Linked DNA regions of Sus scrofa: region 2 is linked to region 1. Evidence: chromatin contacts called from public HiChIP or PLAC-seq data. All regions are on one chromosome and are shown on one strand. The core of a region is the stretch at or near the end of the contact, and the rest is flanking DNA. Distances in the headings are between cores, read along the strand shown. Region 1 overlaps LRP5 (low-density lipoprotein receptor-related protein 5). Region 2 holds the start of C2H11orf24.

Region 1 (4,333 bases), core at 1,527-4,026:
CCTGGGCCCTCGCGCCCCCTGGCAAGAGGCCCTTTTCAGGTCACACCCACCCTCTGACCCGGCTTGTCCTCCGACAGAAATCACCAAGCTGCCCTCGGACGACAGCCCGGCCCACAGCAGCGCCATCGGGCCTGTCATCGGCATCATCCTGTCGCTCTTCGTCATGGGCGGGGTCTACTTCGTGTGCCAGCGCGTGGTGTGTCAGCGCTACGCGGGGGCCACCGGGCCCTTCCCGCACGAGTACGTCAGTGGGACCCCCCACGTGCCCCTCAACTTCATCGCGCCGGGCGGCTCCCAGCACGGGCCCTTCCCAGGTAAGGAGCCGAGGCAGCCCGGAGGTGGGAGGGTGCCCGGGGCGGGGATGCTCTTCGGATGTGGCCTGAGAATCTCTTGTGGGGTGTGTCCTGAGGCGTCCCTTGGGGACAGCCGGGCGGGGATGCTAATCAGGTAGAATTTACTCGCCTGCACCTGGGCCCCCTGGGCAGCGGAGTTGGGGAGAGGGCACTGTGTCTGTGACCGGCCTTGCACCCTCCGCCCGTAGGCATCTCCTGCAGCAAGTCCATGATGAGCTCCGTGAGCCTGATGGGGGGCCGGGCCGGGGTGCCCCTCTACGACCGGAACCACGTCACCGGGGCCTCGTCCAGCAGCTCATCCAGCACCAAGGCCACGCTGTACCCGCCGGTGAGTGGCGGCAGGGGAGGCCTGGCCGCCCGGGGGTGAACATTCTCCGTTTGGGAAAGAGAGCACCCTGGCCCTGGTGGGTCCTCTGAAAGCCACCTAAAAACCCAAAATGGGGCATCTCCCAAACATCCCGCCTTGCAGGGCTGCTGCTGGGAGTTTCCAGGTCTGGGTGGCCGTCTTTGGTCTGCAGGACCTGCCAGGATGGGGTGCACTGAGGGGGCCTTGTGAGCTTCCCTCAGTGTCCCCACCGGGAAGACCCTATGGTTTCCCGCCCCGGGGCTTGCTGGTTCCCAGACAAGGGCTGGATTGTTTTCTGAGGACCGTGCTCTCAGGGTGACGTTTGTGGCTGAAATGTTCCCTGAGGCTTCCAGAAGGCCAAGCAGGGCGAGAGGCCAGCCCCTGGCTGAGCGACACCCTGGAATGAAATGACTGTGCAGGTGGCAAAGTCCCGAAGCCCCCGGTATCCGAGCCCCACTCAGCATCCCGAGAAGGGACCCTCTCCTCGTGGCTGGTGGGGAAAGACCCCCATTTCCGAGGGCACAGCCCCAGGGTATCCGGGGTAAGGTTGATGCCCAAACATGAAGCTGGAGATACCTAGACCTCAGCTTCTGACTTGATGTGGTTCTATGCTTTTTTTTCTTTCTTTCTTTTTTTTTTTTTTTTTTGGCCAACCCGCGGCATATGGAGTTAGCCGGCCAGGGATCAGATCTGAGCCACAGATGCGGCCTACACTGCAGCTGAGGCAATACCAGCTCCTTTAACCCACTGGGCGGGGCTGGGGCCCAAACCCACATCCAGGAGCTGCAGAGACACCCCTGATCCCTTTGCACCACAGCAGGAACTCCTCTGTGCTGTTTAAATCCTTGAAACCTGGAGTTCCCGTCGTGGCGCAGTGGTTAACAAATCCGACTAGGAACCATGAGGTTGAGGGTTCGGACCCTGCCCTTGCTCAGTGGGTTAATGATCCGGCGTTGCCGTGAGCTGTGGTGTAGGTCGCAGACGCGGCTCGGATCCCGCGTTGCTGTGGCTCTGGCGTAGGCCGGTGGCTACAGCTCCGATTCGACCCCTAGCCTGGGAACCTCCCATATGCCGCGGGAGCGGCCCAAGAAATAGCAAAAAGACAAAAAAAAAAAAAAAAAAAAAAAGATAAAAAAAAAAAAAGATAAATCCTTGAAACCTGACCTCCTGTGATGACACACTCTTCTGAGGCGAAGACAGCCCCTGGGACCTTCCCTGGGGAGGGGGGATCTCCATCAAACCCCACCCACCAGGGCTGGGCCTTCCCGCCTTTCTGGGTGTCCCCCACATTGGGGATGTTGCCCCTTCTTGTTGCGTCTGACCGGGGCAAGGCCTCGGAGGGAGGAAAGAGCAGGGGGTGTCATCTTGGGTTGGGACCCGAGCCTCCTGGAAGCTTCGGGGCCCGACCATGCTGAGGGCAGAGGAGGCTGGAGCTTAAGAACGTGGTCCCCAAACTCTCGTCCTCCTTATGGCTCCTGTCGCCTGGCTTTCAGGTGCCCGATGGAACCAGCCGGAAGCACCAGGAACTCTAGGACAGCCCCCCAGCCCCCCAGCCCCCCACGCAGACCCCAGGATGTTCCCAGGCTCTGCTAGGAACTGGCGGCGGGGGGTGGGAGGGGATCTTCTTTAGCAGCAAGAGATGACATTAACCACCAGCATTTCTTTTAAAACAGTTTTATTGAGGTATAAGTCGCAGACCGTACAGTTCACCCACTTCACGTGTACAGTTTGGTGGTTTTTAGTGTATTCACAGCGTTGCGCAACCAGCCCCACGGTTAATTTTAGAAAATATCACCATCCCCAAAAAAAGCCCTGCACGAAGCCAGCTTTTTTTTTTTTTTTTGGCTTTTTAGGGCCACACCCGAGGTCGTTGTGGTCCAGCGGGTTAAGGATCTGGCATTGTCACTGCCGTGACTCAGGAACCAACACATGCCATGGGCACAGCCAGAAAAAAATAAAAAGATTGTGGACTTTATTTTTTTGTTTTACATTTTGAGATCATTATAGATGTGCACATACTCTAAGACGTAATACTGCGAGGTCCTTTTGCCCCTTCACCAGTGTTCCCAGTGGCGGCTTCTCACGGACCCGTGAGTCAGTCATCTTTGCACTGCTCTAACAAAGCTGCCGTAGACTGGGCAGCTCAGGCCACACGCGGGTATTTCTCGCAGTCCCCGAGGCTGGAGAACTCAAGATCAAGGTTCTGGCAGGTTGGGTGTCTGTCGAGGGCCCAGTTTCCGGTTCCTGGTGGCTGTCGGACCTGTATGTGGCGGAGGGGGTCGAGGAGCTTTCTAGGGTCCCTTTCTTACGGGCCTGGATTCCATCCATGAGGGCTGCACCCTCGTGATTTAAGCGCCTCCCGAGGGCCCCACTTCCTTCCTCATGTTGGGGTTTCTGTTTCAACATAGGGACCTGGGGAGACGCCAGCTTCGAGTCTCTAGCAGCAGTGGCTCAACATCATAACCAGGGCTTTGATACGACTTCCTCTGACTTTGCTCAGATTTTACCAGCCTCACATATGCAGGATTTTTTTAAAGAAAACTTTAAAAAAAAAATATATATATATATATATTTTTTTTTTTTTAAATATATATGAGTTCCCAACGTGGCACAGTGGAAATGAATCCAACTAGGAACCATGAGGTTGCGGGTTCGATCCCTGGCCTCGCTCAGTGGGTTAAGGATCTGGTGTTGCCGTGAGCTGTGGTGTAGGTCACAGATGCAGCTCAGATCTGGCATTGCTGTGGCTGTGGTGTAGGCCAGCGGCTGTAGTTCCGATTAGACCCCTAGCCTGGGAACCTCCATGTGCCTTGGGTGCAGCCTTAAACAGACAAAAGATGAAAATAGATAAATATATATATATGTATGTGTGTATGTATATAGCTATTCTATGCTCACAGCAGAATTGAGAGGAGGGTACAGAGATTTCCCAAATCCCCCTTCCTCCCCCTCTGCCAACACCCCCCCCCGGGGGGAGACGCTTGTTAGGGTCCGTGAACCTACCCGCCGTCATGCACGGTGCACGCCTGAGTCTGCTCTTGGGGCCATATCATTCTGCGGGTTTAGACAATTGCGTGATGACAGGTATCCATCATGAGAGCCTCGTACGGAGTAGGTTCATGCGTTCTTTTTAAAATCCACATGGTCTCATCTGAATAACGAGAGCGCCCCTCTGAGCCTTGTTTTTTTGGTTTTGGTTTTTGTTTTTTTTTCTTTTTATAGCCACACCCCTAGCATAGGGAAGTTCCTGGGCAGAGGATTGAATCTGAGCTGCAGCTGCAGTAGTGCTGGATCCTTTCACCCACTATCCTGAGCAGGGATCAAACCCAAGCCTCCACAGCCACCCGAGCTGCCGCAGTCAGAGTCTTAACCCATGCACCACACTGGGAACTCCTCTGAGCCTTGCTTCTAAAAGCTGGCATTGGAATTCTCTGGTGGCGCAGCAGGTTAAGGATCCAGCAATGTCACTGCTGTGGCTCCAGACACTGCTGTGTCATAAGTTCGATCCCTGGCCTGGGAACTTCTGCAAGCCCTGGGCGCAGTCCCCCCCTCCCCAAAAAAAAGCTGGCATTTATGAAAGCACTTCTATTTTGTTTGTTTGTTTGTTTTTAGGGCCACATCCACTGCATATGGA
Region 2 (4,534 bases), core at 40-2,539, 140 kb before region 1:
GCTTGTGGTTTTGTGCATATAGACATTGTCCTGTGGTCCAAAGGATGTGTCTCTGTGGCAGATGGGAATCTGGCGCACTAGATAACATCTTAATTACACTGCTTCCTTCCAGGTTTCTGCAAGTTTTGGTATCAGGCTAAATGCTCTGAGCAAGAGCCTACTTCTTGCGGGCTGTGTGGGTAAATCTGACATTCCTCTGTCCGTCAGGCAAGTCTAGCATGTAAGGAGAAAATCTGGATTGAAATTTTCGAGATGCTTCCTCCAGGGAGGGGAAAAGAAAGTTTATCGTCGAGGCAGATGTCTAAGTAGAAATTTACGTTTTATGGCCAACTATGTGGATGCTGACTCCTAACAGCTAACTGCACCCACTACATAGGTGCCCAGACTCACATGGGGGAGGCAGGCAGGTAGATGGAAATGCACGACCCCCTTCCAGGTAGAGAACGCCTGGCTTGCCAAAAGGGCCAACTCTCTTTGAGCATAACACTTCCTGGGGCCCAACCTTGGCCGGCAAGACTGTTTGTCTCCCCACCCATATGGCAGCGTCCCGACTTTCCCCTCCTCTGTCCCAAACTGAACTCACCCAGCCTCTTCTCTGGCTTGGGGTCCCCGTAAGCCCTTCTCCTGCCTCCTTGGGCTCCCATCCATCCTCCTTGGGAGTCTCGGTCCCCAACTGACTCCTATTCCTTCCTCTCCTCCTACTTCTCACCTCCAATCCTCACCAGCTTGCAGTGTCCCCATTCATTTTTTCCCTTGTCCCCTTCTCTGCCTCCTGTGCCCGAAGATGCCCTCCTCTGCCTCCCGTGCCCCCATGCCCCCTACTATGCCTCCCGTGCTTGAAGGTCCCCTCCTCTGCCTCCTGGGCCCCCATGCCCCCTCCTCTGCCTCCCGTGCCCGAAGGTCCCCTCCTCTGCTTCCGTGCCCGAAGGTCCCCTCCTCTGCCTCCCGGGCCCCCATGCCCCTACTATGCCTCCCGTGCCCGAAGGTCCCCTCCTCTGCCTCCCGTGCCCCTATACACCCCTCCTCCTGTCCCCCACCTCCCTCTCTCAGCCCCAAGCCGGTTCAGGCAGCGGTGACAACAGCTCCCCGGACGGCAGAGCAGGCCCCTTACCCGGGCGCGGCAGGCCTGCGGCGGCCCGGCGGCCCTCGGGCGGCGGGGAAGCGCCCGCGGTCGGTGTGGGGACGTGGCCAGCAGTGGAGCAGCACGACCGAGAGCCAGGACAGCTCAGAGCAGCCGCCAGGGCTCCGGCCCCGCCCGGACCGCCCCGGAGATGACGTCACGAGAGGGCGGGTCCTGGAGGGCGGGGCAGCCTCGGCTGACGCTCAGAACAGCCCGGCGGCTCCTGGTGCTGCCGGATTCGAGCCGGAAGCGAGGGGCGTGGCCGCGTCAGGGCTCCGCCCACCGCGGGGCGGCTCGGGCGAAGTCCCGCGCGGGCCGGAAGCGGCAGTTTCGGACCGATCGCTGGCGGAAGTGGTGGTGCTTGGGCTCCGCTGGGACTGTGGACCCCGCCCTGTGGGGACCGAGGTGCCACGGCTGGGCTGGGTGAGCCCAGACCTATGACGTTGGCGTGCAGGTCACCCGAGGGGGGGGACCCTGCGACGTGCCCGCCCTCTCTAGACTCCATCCACAGCCCCGGGGGCAGGCGCCGGGGATCCCAGAAGCAAGTAACAGTCGAGACCGCGGCCGGCGTGTTTCGAGCGCCTACAACGTGCCAAGCGCTGGGCTTGGTTCTGTGATTTAACTGCTGTGAGGCGCTTAGCCCCGGTTTTACAGACCCTGAAACTGAGCCTCTCGAGATGTTTTGAGATTGTGAGACGTGGAATAACTGGAGCAAAACAGTGTAGAGGAAAGCGTATGGGACTTGACCTTCGTTCGAAGTAGCTTCGTAAGTTACAAGTTTTGTGATTGTACCCGAGTCTAAAACTTTCTCCAGTCCCCCCAAGTCCAAACCAGAGCCTGTCTGTGAAAGACCATCTCAAAGGGAATAATCCAAAAGGCTTTATTTTCAGACAGTTATAAAAAACTTGTCTTATAAAAAACTCGTCTTGGGGTCCTGGGCTAAGAAACTAAGCCAGACCCAGAAAAGTGAGGGTGCAAAGATGGGATCAGCTCCCCAGCTCTGAGCTCTGGGAGCACCTGAAACTCACTTTAGAAGTGTCACATCCAGGAATTCCTGTCTTGGCTCAGTGGTTAACGAATCCGACTAGGAACCATGAGGTTGCGGGTTCGGTCCCTGCCCTTGCTCAGTGGGTTAAGGATCCGGCGTTGCCGTGAGCTGTGGTGCAGGCCGCAGACGCGGCTCGGACCCCGCGTTGCTGTGGCTCTGGCGTAGGCCGGTGGCTGCAGCTCCGATTCAACCCCTAGCCTGGGAACCTCCATATGCCGAGGGAGCGGCCCAAGAAATAGCAACAACCACAACAACAACAACAACAAAAAGACAAAAGACAAAAAAAAAAAAAGAAGTGTCACATCCAGGAATTCCTGTCTTGGCTCAGTTGCGGGTTCAGATAGATTCCCTGGCCTCGCCCAGTGGGTTAAGGATCCAGCGTTGCCGTGAGCTGTGATGTAGGTAGTAGATGCAGCTCGGGTCCCGAATTGCAGTGGCCCTGGCGTAGGCTGGCAGCTACAGCTCTAATTAGACCCCTAGCTTGGGAACCTCCATAGGCCTGGGTGTGGCCCTAGAAAAGACAACAGCAACAACAGACCTATCACATCCAGTTCAATCTCATGGTTTCAGGCGGTGTAGCCCTTACCCTGTAAGGGATAGGTTTGCTGAGAGGCCAGCCAGGTGGGAGAGTTTGTGAAGACAAGATCCTTTTGCTTTGGGTTTGCTTTAATTTTCACAACAAGCTCAGCTCTAACATGAGAAGCGCAGTCAGTATCTGTTCAATTCACAAATGAAAATATACCCAAACAGCCAGTTGTGGTTCTATGCTCGGCTTCCTCAAAATCAGTTTCTGTGCTTTTATTTCCTCTTTGGTAAAATCGGGACAGTTTTTACTGCTGAGGCTGAAATTACAAAGATGAGACAAGCTCTCCTTTTCAAGGAGCTCAGAGTCTACGGCCAGGATCTGCTGACCCTCTGTCTGTTTTTCTAGTAAAGTTTTATTGGAATACATCTGTGCCTCTTGGTTATGTATTGTGTGGCTGCTTTTGCACTGCAAGGGCAGAATTGAATAGTTGGAGCAGAGACCCTGCGGCCCACAAAAACCTGAAGTATTTACTGCCTGGTCCTTTTCAGAAAATGCTTGTAAAGAAAGCCCCAGTGTAGAGTGTTGCTAGAAAATGGGTTTTGGGGAGAGAGAGAGAAAGAAAGGGAGGGAAGGAGAAAGGGAGGAAGGAAGGAAGGAAGGATGGGCTTCAGGCAACAATGGAAATATCTTTGGGAAACCCATTCTCTTGTAGGGGAATCTGACAACTTTGAGTGAATTGGGAGGACCTGGCACCTATCACGGCAGAGCTCTGGGAACCACATAACTGCTTCTGTAGAGCATTATGAAGAGTAAAACAGGCTGGGAGAGCTGCTTTTTTTTTTTTTTTTTTTTTTTTTTTTTTTTTAGTTCCCAAGCTAGGGGTTGAATTAGAGCTGCAGGTCTACGCCACAGCCACAGTAATGCAGGATCTGAGCCACGTCTGTAACCTACATGGCAGCTCATAGCAACTCCGGATCCTTAACCTATCGAGCAGAGCCAGCAGAGCCAGGGATCGAACCTGTGTCCTAATGGATGCTTGTCAGGTTTGTTACCTCTGTGCCATCCACTCTGATGGCAGCGGATGAACTAAAGACAGAAGGATACGCTCCAGTCTACAAGCTCTGTCTCAGGGCTCGGAGGCTCTCAGGCGCTTTCTATGCAGAAAGAGCTAAACAGCAAACTCAGCTCGGGCCTCATGGTTGTTGATTTATTATTTGACTATAAGGCCGTGCTAGGTCTCATGGGTAAAAGTCAGGGCCTCCTTCACTTTTTCGCTGAGTGACAGCAGGCAAGAGGCTTAGCCACGCTGTGCCTCAGTTTATGCTGCAGTCAAGGCACATTACTCGTGGTGTTTATGTTTTAAAAAGTCGCCGTGACTGCTGAGTGACTGCTGAGTCATTGCTCCCAAGGAGAAAATGAGACTGATACTCATCCCCTCGTGCCCCTTTGTGGTCGTTATTTACCCACCGAAAGTTCATTTTTATACTCTGAACACAACTAAGGATTTGACGATATGAAATCTTTAGAATAAAAGTGGATAAGTGATGAGGAGAGGAATATCATTATGGAGGCGTTATTGGATTGAGCCTCCTGACTTGAAATGTTCAGAAATATTCGTTTGCCTTTCAGATATTTACCACGCATTTATTCTACTGGGGGAAAAACACCTTAGAGGTTATGAAATGAGGCCACTGTGTATTTACACTGAGGGTTTTCTTTTCAGTTTTTTAAAAAGTACATTTTTTTTTTTTTTTTTTTTTTTTTTTTTTGTTGGCTGTGTCTGAGGCATACAGAAGTTCCTGGGCCAGGGGGATTGAATCCATGCTACAGCAGTGACCTG

Evidence for each region. HiChIP or PLAC-seq counts read pairs in DNA pulled down with a chosen protein or histone mark.
Region 2: an H3K27ac HiChIP or PLAC-seq map of alveolar macrophages shows a contact between it and region 1. The contact joins the promoter of C2H11orf24 here to the enhancer-like site in region 1. A contact is called at or near these places in 3 of 5 promoter capture datasets (fetal liver, fetal skeletal muscle and liver), 11 of 47 Hi-C or Micro-C datasets (alveolar macrophages, brain, embryonic fibroblasts and 7 more) and 2 of 2 datasets of contacts at active chromatin or transcription factors (alveolar macrophages and skeletal muscle).

Annotation. Positions count from the first base shown.
Region 1 is chr2:4,538,649-4,542,981 of Sscrofa11.1, reverse strand. LRP5 (low-density lipoprotein receptor-related protein 5) reads left to right here. Exons shown (of 23, transcript XM_021082719.1): 20 at 78-314; 21 at 542-681. Among named protein-coding and RNA genes, the nearest start is that of TRNAA-AGC, 17 kb to the right of the region's middle. Within about 2 kb of position 2,776, at least 14 of the 83 cell types and tissues checked have an H3K27ac peak or open chromatin away from gene starts, as enhancers often do. A contact at or near this core is called in alveolar macrophages, embryonic fibroblasts, mesenteric adipose tissue and 2 more, where this site is marked.
Region 2 is chr2:4,678,959-4,683,492 of Sscrofa11.1, reverse strand. It overlaps C2H11orf24, which reads right to left and starts at 1,289. Exons shown (of 4, transcript XM_003480654.4): 1 at 1,112-1,289.